Linked DNA regions of Sus scrofa: region 2 is linked to region 1. The links are chromatin contacts, called in public HiChIP or PLAC-seq maps. All regions are on one chromosome and are shown on one strand. Each heading gives the region's core, a stretch centred on a gene start, on an enhancer-like site or on the middle of the called end of the contact. The rest is flanking DNA. Distances are from core to core; before and after follow the strand shown. Region 1 holds the start of TRAPPC3 (trafficking protein particle complex subunit 3). Region 2 overlaps COL8A2 (collagen alpha-2(VIII) chain).

Region 1 (2,881 bases), core at 208-2,707:
AAAGATACTATTATTACCTTTTTATTTTTTAAAAATGTTTTAAATATTAAATTTTTATTTTTTGGTCATGTCTGCAGCATGCAAAAGTTCCTGTGCCAGGGACTAAATGCCAGCCACAGTAGCGACAATATTGGGTTCTTAACTCACTGAGCCACCAGGGAACTCCCCAAAACAGTAATTCTTAACCTGTGTCCATAGAGTATCTTCAGGGGGCCCACAGATGCCTCCCAAAATGTAAGTAAATGTCTATGTGTATGTGTGTCTACTTACTATTTCTGGGGAGAAGGTCCATAACTATCACCAACTTCTCAAAAGGGGTCTGAGAGAGAAAAAGTTAAGTACAGTACTACACCAGAGTAACAAGGCTGCCTGCTGCCCATTTTTCGTGGCTGTTCCTGATATATGATGCAAAGGTGTGAGGGAAGTTTAGACATGTGTCAACAAAGGGCCCCTGATCTGCCCTGTATGCAACCTTCAGTAACTCAGTTAAATCGGAAAGCAAAGAGAACTGGGCAATTCTGGATGAACTAAGAAAATGCCAAAGAAAAGGAACACGCATCAAAAAGTCCCCTTAGTTTGAAGAAAAAAGTCATCTACCTTACTTCCCAGGCCCAGCCCCCATCTGCAGCCAAACTTTATGGAACTATATTCCCAGGACAAGAAAGAAGCCAGAGAAGAGTACCACTGACTGCCTACTTTGACCCACCCCTTACTCTTCCTTTCTGGCAAAACCAGAATGTGAGCATCTCTTGCAATGCCCACGGCATAGTGTGAGAGATATTATGGTCTGAAGCATGAGCTTTGGGGTCAGAGAGACATGGGTTCAAATTCCAACTCTTCCTAGCGGTAAATTTGGGCAAGTTATGTAACCTCTCTGAGCCCCAAAACGGTGAGAATTACTTTGCGGATTAAATGAGATAATGGATATAAAGTGCTTGGCCCAGTGCCTAATTAACAGAAGAGCGCAACAGTGGGAATTACTGCTATTACCGTCGTCGCTGTTGATCCCGTACTCAGGCCTCGGGGGAGGGGTCTCTGAGCTACTCCAGAGGCCCTCCAACCCGCCTCAGGCCCACGACGCGCCCCGAGCGATTCTCCACTCTCGACCCATCTAGCAGCCTCCTCCTCCTTCGTTCCACCGGAATCACTCCCTCCCAGCGCTCGGAGAAGGCGCTTTACCAGTTGGGCCCTGCGCCCTGCGCCGGGCCCCTTCCCCAGAACGCCCCCATTCCGCCCCGCCCGCCGAGATCACACGCTCCGGTTACCATTTTCTTGCTCTCGGTGCCACGATTCGCCTGCCTCGACATGGTGCCGGCCGCCTACCCCGCCTCGCCACAGACCCACCCGGCGACCCCTCCTAAAACCTCTGGACCCAGTTAGCGACCCCACAGCGTCGGGGATTGACGGGTGCCGCCTCACCGCGCCTGCGCGCCTGCCGCGGGGCACCACGGGAGTCGTGGTCTGGCCGACGAGGGTAATTCCCGCCCAATAAACGTCGGACTACAACACCCAACAGCCTCATTGGCGCCACCGCGTAGCTGGACTATAACTCCCAGAGTGCCCCGTGCTCAGCGGACTCCTGGAGCCTGGCTCCCCATGGGCTGCAGTATGGCCACTAGGTGGCGTTAGCAGTTTGCGGTAATCTTGTATCGTCCACACTTCCCCTTCCTGCCCCCCCAACCCCCACTCAGAGATGCTCCGCAAATTCCTCTCTCGCTGGGGTTGGTCTTGGAAAGTCCCTCTTTCAAACTAGCTTCTTCCGCTGTTGCTGCAATTCAGAGCTAGAAGCTCCCAGGATGTCCCAGAAGACTGGCTATGGCTCATACACAAATCTGGCTTCTTCACAACAATATTTAATGACCACCTACTACGTGCCAACGGCTTTCTCTTCAAATTGCCATCTGTCCCCAGACCCCAAACGCAGCTAAGCATCTGCATCTTAACCACTGTGGCCTCCTGATGAAACATCCAGTCTGATAAAGTTCAGGTCATTTTCTCCCCCTCCCTCCCCTGTAACAACTACAGTCTGGTTCCAGGAAAAAAAAAAAAAGATCACCAGCGTTGGTAGCAGCCAGTCCTGGATTTTAATCCCAGCTTTGCCATTTTAGGCAAGTTGCTGGATCTCTCTCAGTTGTTGTGAAGATTGGTGAGACATGTATGCAGAGCACTTGGCACAAAGTAACTGTGCATTCCCTTTCTTCCAGCCACTCTCTAAAAACACAGCCCAGCAAACAGGCCCCAGAAATACCAAGGGAATGTGCTGGCCACACCCTCACCCATCACCAAGGCAAGTCCTGCAGTCCCAGACCATATAGCCCTTTGGTTTCACCTCCAGCCATCCCTCCCTGACTGGTCAATTCTGACAGAACTGGGCTGGGAGTCCAAGGAGCACCCTCTCCTCACTTAGGCCTGGTGGTCTGGCTCTGAGGCAGCTGCATTTTGCTGCTAGCCTTCACCATGATAACCAGCCTGCCCAGGCATGGCCAGCCTGGCTGGGGAAGGCTGGGGGGCCCGGCTGCTCAGCCTGAAAGACAGTACCCAGGATTCCCTCAGTCTCTCCCCCAGGGTGCAGGACTAACCATTATTACACTCTTCTCCCCGTGGCACAGACATTCTGGGGCCTCCCTAGAGGTAGTGACCTGTGACTCTCCTTCCTGTGTCAGTGCCTTGGCCAAGGGTTCTAGGAAGGAACACGATGGTCAGCTGGAGGTGGGGGTGGGGACGCTGGGGTGGGCTAGCCCCTGGAGGCCAGCAAAACTAGAGAAGAACCTCCTGCATTCCCAGGAGAGAGGACAGCTGAGGTGAAAGCTGCAGTTGGCTGGCCTGTCTGTCGGTCTGGGCTCCTCCCTGCCGGCTGCCCTTGGCTGCCCACAGAAACCTG
Region 2 (2,881 bases), core at 204-2,703, 40 kb before region 1:
ACATTATTCATAACAGCCACAAAACAGAAACACAGATGTGCATTAACTGATGAATGAAGAGGGTGGTATATCCCTATTATGGAATATTATTCAACAATTACAAAAGTGAAGTACTGGAGTTGCCATGTGGCTCAGTGGTAATGAATCTGACTAGTATCCAGGAAGACACGGGTTTGATCCCTGACCTCGCTCAGTGGGTTAAGGATCCAGCATTGCTGTGACCTGTGGTGTAGGTCGCAGACGAGGCTTGGATCCCGCATTGCTGTGGCTGTGGTTGAAGCATAGGCCAGCAGCTACAGCTCCAACTGGATCCCTAGCCAGGGAACTTCCATATGCCGTGGGTGTGGCTCTAAAAAGACCAAAAAAATTTAAAAAAAAAGTGAAGTATTGATAAATGCCACAGTACAGATGCATCTTAAAAGCATAGTAAGTGAAGAAGCCAGTCACAAAATCATATTATATAATTCTATTTGTATGAAATGTTCAGAATAGGTAAATCTATAGAGATAGAAAAAAGATTATTGAGTGCCAAAGGCTGCAGGTGGTGGTGAAAACAGGGATGACTGCTAATGGGTTCAGTGTTCCTATTAGAGGTGGTCAAAATGTTCTAAATTGATTGTGGTGATAGTTGCACAATTCTGTGAATACCTTTAAAAAACATTTGTTTTGGAGTTCCCATGGTGGCTCAGCGGAAACAAACCTGACTAGCATCCATTAGGATTCAGGTTTGATCCCTGGCCTTGCTCAGTGAGTTAGGGATTCAGCATTGCTGTGAGCTGTGGTGTAGGTCGAAGATGTGGCTCCAATTTGGTGTTGCTGTGGCTGTGGTGTAGGCTAGCGGCTACAGCTCCCATTCAACTCCCAGCCTGGGAACCTCCATATGCCGCAGGTGCAGCCCTAAAAAGACAAAAAAAAAAAAAAGTACATTTTAAATGAGCCAACTGTATGCTATGTGAATTGTGTCTCAATAAAGTTTTGGTTTTTTTCTTTTTAGGGCCTCACCTGCAGCATGTGACATTCCCAGGCTAGGGGTCAAATGGAAGGTGAAGTTGCCTGCCTGTGCCACAGCCACCACAACACTGGATCCGAGCCATATCTGCCACCGGCATCACAGCTTGCAGCAATGCCAGATCCTTAACCCACTGATGGAGGCCAGGGATGGAGCCCACATCCTCATGGATACTAGTTGGGTTCTTAACCCTCTGGCCACGATGGGAACTCCTCAATAAAGTTTTGTGGGTTTTTTTGTTTGTTTTGTTTTTTTAATGCCAGGCTAACAATCTGCTTCTCAGGGCTGCTGTGATGATTAGAGAGATCATGTCTGCCTCAGGGGGGACACCCATCAATATCTGAAGAGGGGACTAAGCTGGCCTTTTGCACAGCCCAGGGAAGTCCCACTTCCCCTGCATCCCTGCCCTGGGCTCCCCTCATCCCGCCCAGGGCCTCTCCACGTCTGGCCACAAGAGGGGGCAGGATGGGGTGAGCACATCCAGGGATGCACGTGGGGCTGAGTGTGGAGCTGCAGGGCAGTGTTCCTGCAAACTCAGTATCACACAGGGCTTTGCTGGAATGAACACAGGGCTCCCAAGAATGTGGGTGATGCTGCCAACCCAGCTCTGCCATCAGCCCATCTGTAACCTTAGGCAGGCGGCTCAACCTCCCTGAGCCCCAGGGTAATAGTAACACCTGCCACCTACGGGCTCCCCAGTCACCAGGCGAGGCTTCACCAGCTTCGCCTCACTAATCTTCTCAGTGACCCCCCCCCCATCGGCTCATACAATTATCATCCCCTATTTTATAGGTGAAGCAACAGAAGCTTAGACTAAGGATCTTGCCCAGACCACCACTTGCCCTCGACACAGGCCCCCTGTTCTATCTGTACCAGGATTAAGGCTGCACCATATAGGCCTGGCCCTCAGCTACTGCTGATGGAAATTCTGGCCAGGCCCTGTTCTAATGTTCGAGATCCCCTCCACATTCAGCCCTCTTTTACAGACGAGGAAACCAGGGTGCAGTCAGGGCCTAAACTCAGGCACTCTGACTCTTGAGACCCAGCCCCTAACCACCACACCATGCAGCCTCTCTGGAGCTGGATAAGGGCCCTCCTACACTGGCCCCCTGAGCCGGGGGCTACTGGAGTGGAGGGTGGTGCTCACACATGCACAGAGCTAGAAGGTTCTGCCTGGTGGGTGGGCAGGGGCTGAGAGGAGCAGGAAGCAGGGAGAGGAGAGTGAGCAGTTCTGGCCCGGGTGGGCCAGAGGCCAAGATCATGGCACCACCACAGGAGGATTCAAGGCAGCCCTGACTCTGGGGAGCGCTGGTCCCCTTCCCATGCTGAGCTGAGGCTTTACTGGGTGTGGGAGTGATGGAGGGTGCAGGCCGCCCCAGGTTCAGCAGGGAGGGTAGGGGCGCAGGGCAGTGGGGCGGGGGAACACGACTGTGCAGGAGCACAGGCAGGGGGCGCCAGAGGAAGAGCCCCGGGCCCAGTCAGGAGCCCAGGCAAAGCCCCCTGCCAGCTCCCCGCCTTTCCTTCCTCCTTAGCAAGGTGGGTCTTCAGGAAGCATCCCTGAGTTTGCCCCCTCCCCGCACCCCCTGCACCGTGGACGTGGGGCAGGTCCCCGCAGGACCCCAGAGCAGGTGTTTCCTCTAGAGGGAGGAGTGTCGGAGTGAGGACAGCTCACACCACCGCCTAAGTGGGGCCCATTCCACGTGTGATGTCATTCCCGCAAGGTCCCCAGGGGAGTGGCCAGAGGCGGCAGCCAGGATCTGAGCGGCGGTCTGTGAAGAACCTGAGCTCTTAACGGGCAGGCACTGCCTGCCGTGGGGGAGGGAGGCTGGGGGAGCCTGCCAGAGCCCGAGCTAGACAGACAGAGGAGCAAAG

What was found. HiChIP or PLAC-seq counts read pairs in DNA pulled down with a chosen protein or histone mark.
Region 2: an H3K27ac HiChIP or PLAC-seq map of alveolar macrophages shows a contact between it and region 1. The contact joins the enhancer-like site here to the promoter of TRAPPC3 in region 1. A contact is called at or near these places in 25 of 47 Hi-C or Micro-C datasets (adipose tissue, alveolar macrophages, blood and 14 more) and 2 of 2 datasets of contacts at active chromatin or transcription factors (alveolar macrophages and skeletal muscle).

Annotation. Positions count from the first base shown.
Region 1 is chr6:92,292,255-92,295,135 of Sscrofa11.1, forward strand. It overlaps TRAPPC3 (trafficking protein particle complex subunit 3), which reads right to left and starts at 1,458. Exons shown (of 5, transcript XM_005665219.3): 1 at 1,266-1,458. The coding sequence starts at 1,307.
Region 2 is chr6:92,252,243-92,255,123 of Sscrofa11.1, forward strand. The region is part of intron 2 of COL8A2 (collagen alpha-2(VIII) chain); the gene reads right to left. Among named protein-coding and RNA genes, the nearest start is that of ADPRHL2, 15 kb to the left of the region's middle. Within about 2 kb of position 1,454, at least 13 of the 83 cell types and tissues checked have an H3K27ac peak or open chromatin away from gene starts, as enhancers often do. A contact at or near this core is called in alveolar macrophages, where this site is marked.